Regions from separate parts of the Canis lupus genome. Here region 2 is linked to region 1. A link is a contact called in public Hi-C data. All regions are on one chromosome and are shown on one strand. Each heading gives the region's core, a stretch centred on a gene start, on an enhancer-like site or on the middle of the called end of the contact. The rest is flanking DNA. Distances are from core to core; before and after follow the strand shown.

Region 1 (7,127 bases), core at 4,022-6,521:
CAATAGAGGCCACCACTGACTGGTTCAGAGCCCATCAGTGGACCTGATTTCTGCTTTGGAATTAGAATCTTTACTAAGGATAGGTCAGGGTAGACATAATATGAGAAATCAGTTAATGATTTTTTGCCTCTTTTCCTTCTGTAATAGAGATCAGACATGACGTGAAAATGGAAATATGTATCAAGGAGGGCTGTCAGGTAGTTTGGGTTTTCACCTTTCTGTGTGCCATGCACTCCTGTGTCCTCAGTTCATCTTTCAATGCCAAGTTCCCAGCATGGAATTTATGACAACTGACGTTCCTATTCTCTAGCCCCTTAGTGTAGAGAAACTCAACACAGGACTCAAAAGCTTTTGCTGGGTGTTAAATTAGGTGATTGACAGCCACTTAAAACATGTGCCCCTTCACATCTTTCCTTGCTTGGTAGGTGACAGTTTTGTATATTGTAGAGATGAAAGCCCACATCCTGTTCTGTTCACAGCCGGGTGGCTTTGCATTTGAATTTGTGTCTCAGCCCCCTGATGTTTGCTGCAGGAGAATCAGTATGCCCAGTGGATGGCTGCCTGCATTCTGGCATCGAAGGGCAAAACCATGGCAGACAGCTCCTATCAGCCAGAGGTCCTCAACATCCTTTCATTTCTGAGGATGAAAAACCGAAACGTGTCATCTCAGGCGGCTTCCAATCTTGAAAGCATGGACATGAACCCTGAATGTTTCGTGTCACCTAGATGTGCAAAAAAACAGAAGTCTAAGCAGGTACTGCTAATCTTGTTGGAGCAATGGTTTGCAGTAAATTCTGTATTTTCTGAAGTAAAATGAATTAAAATGATCAAGGCCACCATCATGCAAAATCGGCTGATGGGGATTTTTGACTCTGGACTCGGTATTAGACGATGTTAAGAAATCATCATTCGTTTTGTTAGAGCAGACTACATTTTGTTAGAGCTAACTGAACATGGCAGTATTCCCAGGCTTCATTACAATTACTTAGTCCCCATAAATTAAAAATTTTAATTATACTTCCATTCAAGGGGGTTAGGAGTTATGCAAATGAACTGGTATAAGTAGAACCATTGTCCACAGACCCTATACAGATCCCAGAAACAAGACCTAGAACTCTCCATCTCCATGAACCTTAGAAGTTTAGGTGTTGGCTGGTGTTGCTCCTTCTTCTCCCCAGCGATTTACGTCTTTTATAGTAGGACAGAGAGGAACAGAGGATGAATGAATGGAAATGAATTGTCTTCATAGAGTTACAGTTGGGCCTTGCATTTATTTTTCTCACTGGGGGTCTGAGTTAAAGGGATGATTATAGTATAGTACGTGTATGCTAAGGATGGTTCAGTGTCTACCACTTCTTCTTAGCTGGCAGCCCGGATTCTAGAAGCCCACCAGAATGTGGCCCAGATGCCACTGGTCGAAGCCAAACTGAGGTTCATCCAGGCGTGGCAATCACTACCTGAATTTGGCCTCACCTACTACCTTGTCAGGTGATTACAATGTTCACTTGCCTCTCTCACTTTGTGTGTTTCTAAGTGCCTTTCTTGGACCTCAATTTATTCTCAGTCTAGAATGTAGAACTCTTTTTAATTTTAGAATACTGTCCTCTGGGGCACCTGGGTGGCTCAGTCGGCCTTTGACTCAGGCCACAATCACAGGTCCTGGGATCAAGCCCCACATCCGGCTCCCTGCTCAGCAGGGAGTCTTCTTCTCCCTCTCCCTCTACTTCTCCCTGCAGCTTGTGTTCTCTCTCACTATCTTAAATAAATAAATAAAATCTTAAAAAAAAAAAAAAAAACTGGTCTCTCACAAATGGCCCAAACACATTGGCTGCTCGTAATAATCTTCCACGCTTCCTCTTCAGTACTTATCTGGGCTCCCTGCTTCTCCCCTTCTTCCCCCAAATTTTCAAGTTGGCTGCTAGAGTGATCCTTTTAAGATTTGAGTCAAACCAGAGTGGGCGTCTTCCCAGAACAATCTGAAAGCCTTCTGATTCACTCAGTGTATAAGCCAAATCCTTACAATGGCCCTATAAGACCTTAGCTTGGGGATTTCACATTCTCTGACCCTTCTTCACTGTGCCCAGGCACACTGGCTTCCTGGCAGGTCCTTGAGTATGCCACCAAAAAAAAAAAAAAAAAGCTACAGCCTTGCACTGGTTGTGCCCTCTGCCTACAATGCTCTTTCCCCTGATTCCCATGTGGCTCATTCCCTCACAGACATCTCTAATCAAATGTCCTCTCTCACTGTAATCTTCCCTGACTCCCTTTTTAAAACTGTCACCACCTCATTGGCAGTATTCCCTGCTCCCTTCTATGTTTGATTTTCCTTCATGATCTTATCTGCCATATATATTTCACTTATTCATGACCCTGTCCACCCCCCCCAAAATATAAGCTCCATGAATTAGATAGTTGCTCTCCAATTAAGTCACTAGTGTATATTCCCTGTGCCTAAAAGGGTGGCTGGCATACACAGTTGATTTTATTTCTTTTAAGATTTTATGTATTTATTTGACACACAGAGAGAGAGACCACAAGCAGGGGAAGCAGCATGCAGAGGGAGAAGGAGAAGCAGGCTCCCTGCCAAGTAGGGAGGCCAATGTGTAGCTGTATCCCAGGACCCTGGGATCATGACCTGAGCCCAAGGCAGACACTTAACCAACTGAGCCACACAGGAACCCCTACAGTTGATTTTAAATTAATTGACCTGACCCTCTCTTACTTTGCTTTACTCTGATGTCAACTTCAGGTAAAGGATGTCTATGGGACAGACTTAATTCCCTCCATTCTTCATATTATCTTCATATCACAATAAAAATGCCCTTCTGTAGAAAGTTAATCCCTCACTGTCCATTCTTTGGATATCATTTAGAAATGTTCATATTATCTTTAAGAAGTAGTGTATGGAGACACCTGGGTGGCTCAGTAGTTGAAAGTCCGCCTTAGGTTCAGTGCATGATCCCAGGATCCGGGATCCAGTGCTGCATCTGGCTCCCTGCTGGAGCCTGCTTCTCCATCCGCCTATATCTCTGCCTCTCTCTCTTTCTATCTCTCATGAATGAATGAATGAATGAATGAATGAATGAATGAATAAATAAATAAATAAATCTTTAAAAAAAATAGTGTATGAATGAAATGTAGTGTATGAATGAAAAATAGTGTATGAATGAAACTCATATTATAGGAAGCAGTTGCTTCTTTTAATTCATTTTTTTTTTTTTTTGTAGATTTAAAGGAAGTAAGAAAGATGATATTCTGGGAGTTTCATATAATAGGTTGATTAGAATTGATGCAACCACTGGGATTCCAATTACAACTTGGAGATTCACAAATATGAAACAGTGGAACGTAAACTGGGAAATCCGGCAGGTACAGTGAAAGTTTTTGGCATCTTCAGTGTTGAGGCTATAAATGTGTGTTCCATCAGAATTGTAGATTACTCTGTTCGTGTATTTAGAACTCAGAAACCACAAGCATGTGGTAATTGTCTGCTAAAATAATCACATGCAGTTCTGGACAATTTACTAACAGGTATAGGCCAAATGGTTTTGAATTAACACCACAAGTTGGCTTAGTCTCCATATAGACTCTACATACTCTAAAATTGCTGAGCAGTTTGATTAGTTTCCTTCAACTCACCATGGGATTATGTAAGACATAGGCTAGTAATTACTTAGCAGAAATTACGTGAGATGGGACTGTCATCTAAAATGAATCAAAAAAAGCTTCATCTGACTGGCTGTCAAGAGGTCTAACTAGTTGAGGACTCAACAGCTCAACTGCCCACCTGGAGAACATTCCAGTCCCCAAAGGGAAAAACTGGTAAGAGAAGCAAGTGATATGAGCAGGGATGACTGAGAAAAGCCTTGCCTCCTTAGTTAAGGAACCCCCAAAACCTCTGCCTCCTATCAGTTGAACCCTAGGAGCTAAGTTCAAGCCAAGGCTATAGCATGGGAAATTCTAGATCAAGTCAGGGGCACCTTAGCATCCAGCTGATTTAAAACATTCCAATGTTGCTGGTATAGAACCTTGCCTCCTTTTTTTTCTCATTTTTCCAGTAGAAAGCCATCTACCCTAGAGGGATGGTAAGAGACTTCCCTTTTTTTAAAGAACCATGGATTCCTCTCGGCAGGGCTGTTAACCATGTGGGCACTCATCTATAGAATAGAAGCTTGAGATCAGGTGACCTCTATGGCAGTGGCCTTAAAACCTTGTTGCGTATTAGGACCACTTGGGGAGCTGTCACACACCACTGCACTGGCCACACACTAGACTAGTAAAATCCCAATCTCGGGAGGTGGGAGCCTTGGCAGCAATTTTTAAAGGACCACAGGTGATTCCAATGGGCAACCAAGGTTGAGAACCCCTGAAATCTGTTTCTTCTAGTGTTTAGAGTTTATGACTAAACCTTTTATTCTCCATGAAAAAGTCTGTGAAGCACCCTGCCCCTTGAGAGAGGAAATGCTTAGGAAGTTCCTACATCTAAACAAGAGCAGCCAAAAGTATCTCTGTATTGGGAGTTAGAATGTTTTGCTAGGTGTGCAGCAAAGGTAACACCACAAGAGGGCGCAGGGAGCAAAGACTTGTTTTCTGTAAGCATTTAATGGAAATGGTGATTGGGTTGGGTTTCTTGTGGATTTTGTTGGGCGGGTGGCAGCGGAGGGAGATCATCTGTAAGCCACCTATGCAGTCCTCAGCTCTGGGGCCGTAACAGGGCAGTTTTTTCCCCATTTTCCTTACCAGAGTGTGAGTTTACCTGTGCCTTCCTCTTGCAGGTGGCAATTGAATTTGACCAGAATGTCTCCATTGCGTTCACCTGCCTGAGTGCCGATTGCAAAATCGTGCACGAATACATTGGTGGCTACATTTTCTTGTCCACTCGGTCTAAGGACCAGAATGAGACACTCGACGAGGACCTGTTCCACAAGCTAACTGGTGGACAGGAATGAAGCAAAGCAGACCTGCCCACACGCAGAGGGTGAGCCAAATGTGGTCCTCCCTGGACAGATGGCATCGTTGGCTCACACAGTGTGTAGGCTGCAGACTGATGGACAACATATGCTCACCACTGGTCACTCAGATGAAGATCCTCATCTCATTTCAAAACAGACTGCCTAGCATATCCTCTTCCTCTCTTTACCCTGTCCTACCAGTGATGGAAGGGGCCTCAGTTGCCTTTTCTGTAAAACACGTGGGTAGGAGACAGGCTAGTACTCAAAGATTACACCATGGCCCAGCATGTGGCTACAGTTCTATGACTTCAGAACCCACAAGGATATGGCTAGAAGTTACCAGTGTGTTTTTCTGCTTCGTTGCTAAATCAGCAAAAGACAGAAAAGCACATGTAACCAAGGATATATCTTATTCTACAACTCAGGTATAAAAAGTAATTTGTCTTTCCTAACAGAACCACTTTTAGCTCCTATCTTGTGAACATGCAGAGGGAGTCTCCACATACACATATACTTTTTCCCTGGGGGTAGGGAGGGGGAAGATGGAGTTACTGGTACTACCTGGTGACAAAGGGTCAGAGCAGTGGCTTTCAATGTCATCAGCTCACAGTGACTTCTGCAGAAGTGACTACTGACCCATCTGGTCTTGGACATTTGTCCCCTTGGGTCACTTCTGCCACTGTAAGTCCTAGTCCATTCCTGGGGATCCGTCACCCACCTTTAAAGTCTTTCTTGATGACACAGGTGACAGAGGTACAGGGAAATCCATTCCTCACCCAGCTGCATGTCTCAGCTGCTTGTCTTCTAAGCTGGGGCTCCAGAAGATGGGTCCGGTTCTCTCTGTTTATAAAAACCATCCTCCCCACATCTCCAGGCTTACCATGGGGTCTCTATACCAGCTGGTCAGGAAGAGAAGAACAAGCTCATTCTCAAAGACCACCAAGTGCAAGGGCTAACAGTTTCCCCTACTGACTTCTGTCTACATTTTGCAAATCAGGAGCCAGTGATAGACTTCTGTTTTCTCTGCTTTTTTTTTTTTGCTCTGTCATCTCTACCTCAAGACATGAGCATGAGCCATCTCACCTGTCATTTTCTGCTTTAGTTTTTCAGCTTTGGGAGGAGTGGGATTTGAGAAGGAAAGAAGCGATATGGGGGGTAGAGGGAAATATCAGATGGCATTTAATTATGTTTTTATAAACGTTCTGCTGTCACAGAAAGGACTTGGGTTGCCAGGGTAAAGCAGAGGCTCCATCTCCATTTTGAAATCCTTTAGGATACAAAAGCTCTGGGGGCCTGGCCAGAGCTCAGATGCCCCCATTCATCATCTGTTGCTATATTTTCCAACAAAGACATTTGAGAAGAGAGATCTTCACAGCTCCAGGAGCCACATTAAGACAGCCTTGTCTAGGGAACCCCAGGCCCTGAGCTGGAAGCTGTTATTCCTCTTTCAGACTCTCCTTTGAGGTAAATGTTCGTGAAAACCCCCCAGGCACCAAGGTGAGCTTCCAAGGCCTCGTTTAAAGCTTGAAGGCAACTCAGGCCCTTGGAAAATCTGGTCCACATCATAAAGAACTTAGTTTGAAATGTTTTGTATGGAAACTAGTGCTGAGCATACTGTTCAACTTGGTGTTGGTCATTTCTGTGTAGTCTTGGGCTCCATGATTTTTACAACCTAAGTCAGGTCTTTACAAGTATGTCAGACCCTACAACAAAATAATGCTCCTTGATGTCACATTTTACCTATCTCCTACCAAGTACAGCTCTGCATCATTTACCAAAGTTAGACCTCCAGTGTGACCCTCTTAGCTTTTCATGGTTGTCTGACGTTGCCATGAAAACATTCAAAGGAGTTTTAAACCAAACTTTCCGGGGAACATTTCTCCCGTGACTACACTGCCACATCCCAAAGGAATAAACAAGTGTGTCAAGAAAAACCTTAAACGCTGCTATTCCAAAGAGCAACTTGAGGACTTTTTTATATTGGGTGCAAAAGGTCATGTGACTTCATATGATGAAATTTTAAATTAATGTGTGCCTTTCAGCCTCCTATGCTTTCTTAACTACACTAGATGGGGAAATCTGCATTTATTATTATTTTATAGGACTTTTTTAATTAAATGCTTTATATAGATTTCAGTATGGTCTGGTGGTGTCCTCTCCACTCTGCTGTCTCTG
Region 2 (6,939 bases), core at 4,161-6,660, 440 kb after region 1:
GTTTGGAAGGGAAGGGATAAAGGAACGCCTGAATTGAAACTGGATTCTTCCAAGGGCTCACCTGAATCTCCAGAATGTTCTGATTTCTTCTCCTTCTCCCTGTTTCTGCCTATGTGGTTATGAAGCAGCCATGTTAAAACCAAAAGCAAAATAAAGAGCAAAGCAAAGCATTAGATCTGGGCATGCAAAGGACTTCCAAGGCCTAAAAAGAAAAGTGGCATATAAACTCACAAAGTATAACTCTCAAGGTACTTTGCCAAGCATAGAGATGTTTAAGACTAGCATCTAATGACCATGACTGTTAGCTGGAGGAAAGGGCCAGACAAGCTCAAAGGAATAAGAGGTATCAAGAGAGGCAGTAGAATGTCACACAAGTCCCTCCAGACCAGCAGACAATAGATTTTAACATTTTAACAGGTCTAGGGCAGGGCATGAAGGAGACATGCATGGTATCTCACTCTGCCAAAAGCAAGGAAGGTGTCAAAGGCTAATGGAATGAAGTCAAAGGAACACACAATCCATCTGAAGGGACCTTCATTTGCCTAAGATTGAACAGTTCAGGCACCAAAATGGATAATGTCTACAATGGACTGAAACATCATAATCATACAAAAACAAAATGAAACAACAGAAAACCCTGCATTTGTCACCATTAGAAGTCACCCAATTCTCTGACAATTGGTAAATAAATGTACAGATTCAAGTGTTTATCCTCCCTTTACTGGATCAGCTGTATATCAGGAAAACCTACTAGTTGCTAAGGAAGTCTTCCTTTATAGAAGAATTCCAGCTAATAGAAGCAAAAAGAATGATAGAATCAGAAAATTCATCAAATGCAAGCACCATGAAACAATGAATGCAGGCAGTGATCATCATGAGATGCTGGAACGACAGTGTTAAAGTTGATGGAGTGCTTTACAATGGAGGGATCAGGCCAGTGCCAGATGTACCTGTAGAATGGTCTTAGCACCACCAGACATGGCCAGGAGCTATTATATGGCCCCCAAAGGGTAGCTACAGCAAATTTTCTTTACCTTTTTTAAAATATTTTATTTATTTATTCATGAGAGAGACAGAGAGAGAGAGAGACAGGGACACAGGGAGAAGGAGAAGCAGGCTCCTTTCAGGGAGCCCAACGTGGGACTCGATCCCAGGACCCTGGGATCACACCCTGAACCGAAGGCACTCAACCGCTGAGCTACCCAGGCGTCCCAGCCACAGCAAATTTCCAGTTTGCCTCCTCCCTGTTCTTCTTGCCTCAAAAGCTGAATCTGAATCTTTGCAAGCCTCTACACCTGACTTCCAGTGTACAGGAAATATAGATAGGGCACCATGGGACATGGATGACACCATAGGAAGTAAGAAAACCAAACATAGAATATTCTAAAGACAATTGATCCACTTTCTCTAAGAAATCAATGGCATTAAAACAAAAAGAGAGCTAAGACTGCTGTAAACCAATAGGGACTTAAGAAACATACAACCAAATGCAATGTGTGGGATTTTAAATCCTGATTCAAACAATCCAGCTATAAAGACACCTTTGAGATAAATGGGGAAGTGAATACCGACAGGTATTAGATGATGTTAAAAGAATCATCATTAATTTTATTAAAGGTATTTTTTTATTTTGTAAAAGATTTTATTTATCTATCTAATATTTAATTAATTTAAAATTATTTAATTTATTATTTAATTTAATAATATTTAATTAATATTATTTAATTTGAAAGAGAGAGCACGAACCAGGGGAGGGGCAGAGGGAGAGAGAGAATCTCAGGCAGGCTCCACACTAAGCGCAAAGCTGGATGCAGGGCTCGATTGCACAACCCAGGGATTGCACAACCTGAGTCAAAATCAAGTCAGGCATTCAACCAACTGAGCTACACAGGTGCCCAGGTTTTTATTTTTTTAATATTCTTATATGATTTAGAGAAGCATGTTAAAGTAGTACAAGAGAAGTGATGTACCTTGGATTTGCTCTGAAACAATCCAGTACAGAAAGAAGGGGGGATAGATAGAACAACACTGGCAAAATGCTGCTCACTGTAGCTGAGTGAGGAGTATCTGCGAGTTCATTATGCTATTCTACTTTTGTATCCACTTGAAATTTTCTGTAACAAAAAGTTAAGAGAAGGCAAAAACTGACCAGTTCTAAACTTGAGCAAGTCAGCTCACCTTTCTGGACTTTGGTTTCCTTATAGATGAAATCAGTTCGTTAAAATAACCAACCCCTGGGGGCACCTGAGTGGCTCAGTCGGTTTAGCGTCTGCCTTTGGCTCAGGTCATGATCTCAGGGTCCTGGCATGGAGCCCTGCATCGGGCTCCCTGATCAGTGGAGAGTCTGCTTCTCCCTCTCCCTTTGCCTCTCCCCCACTCCACTCATGTTCTCTCTTGCTTGCTTTGCTCTCTCTCAAAAAAGTAAATAAATAATCTTAAAAAAAAAAAAAAAAAAAAAAAAAGACGCTTCCAGCCCCTGACTTCTGTGGTTCTTTATCCCCTCTTTGATTTGGGAGCCACTTTTAAATGCCTTTCCAGTTATGTCCATGCAAAGAGGCATCTGTAGTACTGGTTGCATGGGCAGTGTAGGGGCTCTGAGGGAAGGAAGTAGAATGCAGAACTATCTTAGGGTTAAAGGTGATAAACAAGAGTTTATTGGTGTTTTTGTGTTAGCTAGCCAAGGAACTGCAGAAGAGAAGACAGATTCATCTGATGCAACTTCCTTCTTTTTGAATTTTGTTTTTGTTTTTCAGTACATGCTGTTGGTTAATTTCTGTGTGGGAACCTCTCTGCTGAAAGTCTGGACAGGAGGACTGCTTGTTTACCAGTTGGCTTAACAAGGAATAAATGGCTTTCTTTAGCTGGGGTGATGGGGCTGGTTCAACCCCCAAAATTCTTACCCAGTGTTTTTATTTTTTGTTACAAAATCCAAGTGTGTGTGTGTGGGGAATGTTTGCAATGAGGCAAGAGCATCTTGTAAGCAGGGGCAAGCAGAGGGTAAAAAAGTTCTTGATGAGAAGCTATAGATTCTTTATGTTATAAAATGTAGAAATACCAACCTGGCTTCTGGACCTTGTACTTTCTATCAGCTGCTTTGGGTTCGGGGTAATACTAGATTGGGCCAAATGTCAATGGAAGGTACATTTGTAAAAAAAAAAAAAAAAAAAAAAAAAAAGTCACCCTACAAAATAAATTGGAAGTTATTTATATCATGATTACTCAGCAAGCTATAAGGAGATAACTGGATGATCTAGAATTCTTTGATCTTAGAATTCACAACAAAGAGCTTTTTAACTACAACCTAGTTGCAAAGACCCTCAGATTTATATCTCTAGCTTCATCTCTCCTGTGAACTGCAGATCCCTGTAGCCAATTGCTCCTTCAAGATTTCTATTTGGAGGTCCGACAGGGTCCTCAAATCTCACATACCCCCATATGAAGTCATGATGTCCACTACCACCCCTCAACATCCTACTTGTGGTCTCCCCTTTTTGATAGAAGGCAATTCCAGGGGCACCTCGGTAGCTCAGCAGTCGAGCATCTGCCTTCAGCTCCAGTCATGATCCTGGGGTCCTGGCATTGAGTCCTGCATCAGGCTCCCCATGGGGAGCCTGCCGCTCCCTCTGCCTATGTCTCTGCCTCTCTCTGGTGTCTCTCATGAATAATTTTTTTTTTTTTTAAAGGCAACTCCATTCTTTCAGTTGCTCAGGCCAAATCTTAGAGTGACACCTTGACACCTCTTACACTTCCATGCCCCATGTCCAATCCATCAGCAAATCCTGTTGGATGCTTCCCTCAAAGTATTTCTGTTTTCCCTACCTCCTTTGACAGAGTGAATGGGAGTCCCTGACTAGAACTGGATCACTCCCTTGCCTTTAAAGTCACGGCCTCACCATCAGTATCTACCTTGAGAAAATCAGGACCTATCTCTTTCTGACCTTGGTGTCTGCTTTTTCTTGGAACCGCAAGTATCTCAGGGCTCCCTAGACATCTCTCAGCCCTGTGACACTCGTCCTCATGTGACTATCCATTGGCCTTACTGACATTTTCCGGCAGCCCAGCCAACCCCTGAAACCTTCCTTCTTTTTGAATTTTGTTTTTGTTTTTCAGTACATGCTGTTGGTTATTTATTTATTTATTTATTCATTCCACCATGCCTTCTGGAACACTTGGGCAGGTGTCAGCTAAGTGCCCTGTGTCTTCTACCTCTTTTCTAGCTGTCCCTTCATCATCATTCTTTAATCCAGCACTGCCCAATGAAATATAATGTGAGCCACAGGTGTAATTCTAAATTTTCTAGTAGTCACATTAAAATAAGTAGAAAAAAAGCAGGTAAAACTAATATAACATTATATGTCAATTATACTGCAATAATAAAAAAGCAGATAAAATTAATTTAATAATATATTTTATTAGGATGCCCGGGTGGCTCAGTGGTTGAGTGTCTGCCTGTGGCTCAGTCGTGATCCCAGAGTCCCAGGATCGAGTCCCACATCAGGCTCCCTGCATGGAGCCTGCTTCTCTCTCTGCCTGTGTCTCTGCCTCTCTCTCTCTGTCTCTCATAATAAATAAATAAAATATTTTTTAAAAATGTATTTCATCAAACACAATAGATCTAAAATGCAAAAATATATTTTATGTAGTCCAATATATTTCAACAAGAAAAAAGTATAGAAATATTAATGAGATATTTTATATCTTTTTTTCATACTGTCTGAAATCTGATGTGTATTTTACACTTAGGGTATATTTAAATTTGGTTTTTTGATGGTTAAAGTGAAATTTAGTCCTGCCAGAACATTAAAGCTGTGTTTAACAGAAAAAATATTTATAGTGCTTCAATTTTAACTTAATTGGAATTCAATTAAATATTCAGTTGCTCATTTCAAAGTGCTCTGTAGCCATGTGTGGCTGGCATCTGCTATATTAGACTGTGCAGATCTGAGTGAAACCTCATTTTCCCTGCTGCCCTCTCAAGCTTTGGGTCTTTTCTAGACTTTTCGTGTATCTATGGGCCTGAAGGTGGATGAGTATCTTCCTCAACACTCACTGTCCTGGGACATCCTCCCTCGTTTTTACCACAAAGCCTGGGTAGATGCCTCTCTTCCTTGAAGACTTCCCTTCCTGGCTCACTGTCACTTTCTAGAACACTCTCCAGTCATGAGCCTTGGAAATATCAACATCTTTAAATAATATTTCCAACATAAGGGCTTTCAGTTCTCCACCAATGATCTTGTCTGCTCAGCCATTCATTCCCACGGTCATACCCTAGACCTGTTCTGCCCACTGTTGACACCCCTTCAGAACAGAACATGCATCCCTCACTCCTATCACTGTTCCACCTCCTTGTGTGTCCTCCTCCCAACAAGACCACCAGTGCATTGATTCATCCTTAACTACAGCATGCCTCCTGCCTTGTCCAGCTTTAGACAGTCAGTTGTTGAACTCCCTTCCTCACCTGTGCCCCCAGGCCCCACCCTGTCCTGCTTCATCACACCCCTCTGATTACATCCACCTCACTTCCAAGTCTGCATCTTGACCCACACAACTGAACATGCTGGAGAAGGGCAAGCAGCACTTCTACCCAGCTTCCACCACATTCAGCCACTAGCCAGCCTCAGTGGGTCTGCAGGGCTAGGCCCGATATCTAACAGTTCTTCATGCATTTAATCCCTGATTCTCTTAGATGATATTTCACTCTCCTTAGCAAGGTGCAAAAGACTTCCACTTAAATAAATTCATTTTTTTCCCAGATAGATCACTTAGGAAAGTTACACGATACCACATTCTCCTGATTGGAGAAAGAGTTAATGCCCAACCTACAGGGTTAATATGAAGGCTTTATATAGCTTATATAAGCCACATATACCAAGAGTGTGCTATATCAGAAATCAGAGACATTATTTCTAGTGGAAACCCATATGCCAAATACGTTCTGATAGGATTTGGCATTTTCTTTTTTTTTTGTTAATTGTGACATATGACATGTGTGAGTTTTAGGTGTACAATGTGTTGATGTGATACACTTAAATATCCCCAAATGATTACCAGCATAGTGTTAGCTATTACTTCCATCATGTCACATAATTATATTTCTTTTTTTAAAAAGAGATTTAAAAAAAAAGAGAGATTTTTATTCATTTATTCATGAGACACACACACAGAGAAAGACAGAGACCCAGGCAGAAGGAGAAGCAGGCTCCATGCAGGGAGCCGGACGCAGAACTCAATCCCGGGTCTCCAGGATCACGCCCTGGGCCAAAGGCAGGCGCCAAACCCCTGAGCCACCCAGGCTACCCTATATTTCTTTTTTGTGTGAGAACATTTAAGATCTAATCTCTTAGCAACATTCAAGTACATAACATAATACCGTTAACTATACACACACAATGCTATGCATTACATGGGTTTGGCATTTTCAATAATAATAATAATAAGACACGGACTTCTGATTTCCTATTTCTTTATCCTGAACTGAATTTTGTTTCCTTCCCCCAAATGTGCTTGGTGCCTGAGTGCCTGAGTCAGGTGGGTGAGTATGAACTGCCAGGCTTGGAGTGGCCATGGGGAGGCAGGATTCCCCATGGATGTTCTCTGTGCAGGTGAGGTAAAAGTGCATCAAACAGACTTCACCTGTCTCCCTCCTACCTGCCTGCCTACCTGTCTTTTCATCCATTCACCATCCAGTTACTTAAGTACAACGTGTTGTCGAGTATTTTGATCTCATCCAATCATGGTCATAAATAGGAATTGAAAAAGGCCAACTTTCCAAAGTTTAAAAGAAGGATGTAACCATTCACACCCAGCCACCTCTCCTGCCCCTGCCCAACACCAAAGTAGCCCTGTGTCTGGATGTGGGCCATGCAAAACGAGCTGTATGTGCTTACCTGAGATCTGCACTTCTAGCAATCTTTTGCCAACCAATGACACTTTGGGTGT

What was found. Hi-C and Micro-C count contacts between places; a contact is called where the count stands out from the background.
Region 2: a Hi-C map of skin fibroblasts shows a contact between it and region 1, with 5 times the contacts expected there. The contact joins two enhancer-like sites. A contact is called at or near these places in 4 of 9 Hi-C or Micro-C datasets (amygdala, blood and skin fibroblasts).

What each region holds. Positions count from the first base shown.
Region 1 is chr24:16,227,195-16,234,321 of UU_Cfam_GSD_1.0, forward strand. FERMT1 (fermitin family homolog 1) reads left to right here. Exons shown (of 15, transcript XM_038571651.1): 12 at 533-754; 13 at 1,364-1,488; 14 at 3,228-3,369; 15 at 4,776-7,091. The coding sequence ends at 4,949. All of the region lies in intron 1 of LOC111092063 (a long non-coding RNA gene), which reads right to left. Among named protein-coding and RNA genes, the nearest start is that of LRRN4, 20 kb to the right of the region's middle. Within about 2 kb of position 5,272, at least 3 of the 20 cell types and tissues checked have an H3K27ac peak or open chromatin away from gene starts, as enhancers often do.
Region 2 is chr24:16,671,806-16,678,744 of UU_Cfam_GSD_1.0, forward strand. No RefSeq gene overlaps it. Among named protein-coding and RNA genes, the nearest start is that of GPCPD1, 77 kb to the left of the region's middle. Within about 2 kb of position 5,411, at least 2 of the 20 cell types and tissues checked have an H3K27ac peak or open chromatin away from gene starts, as enhancers often do.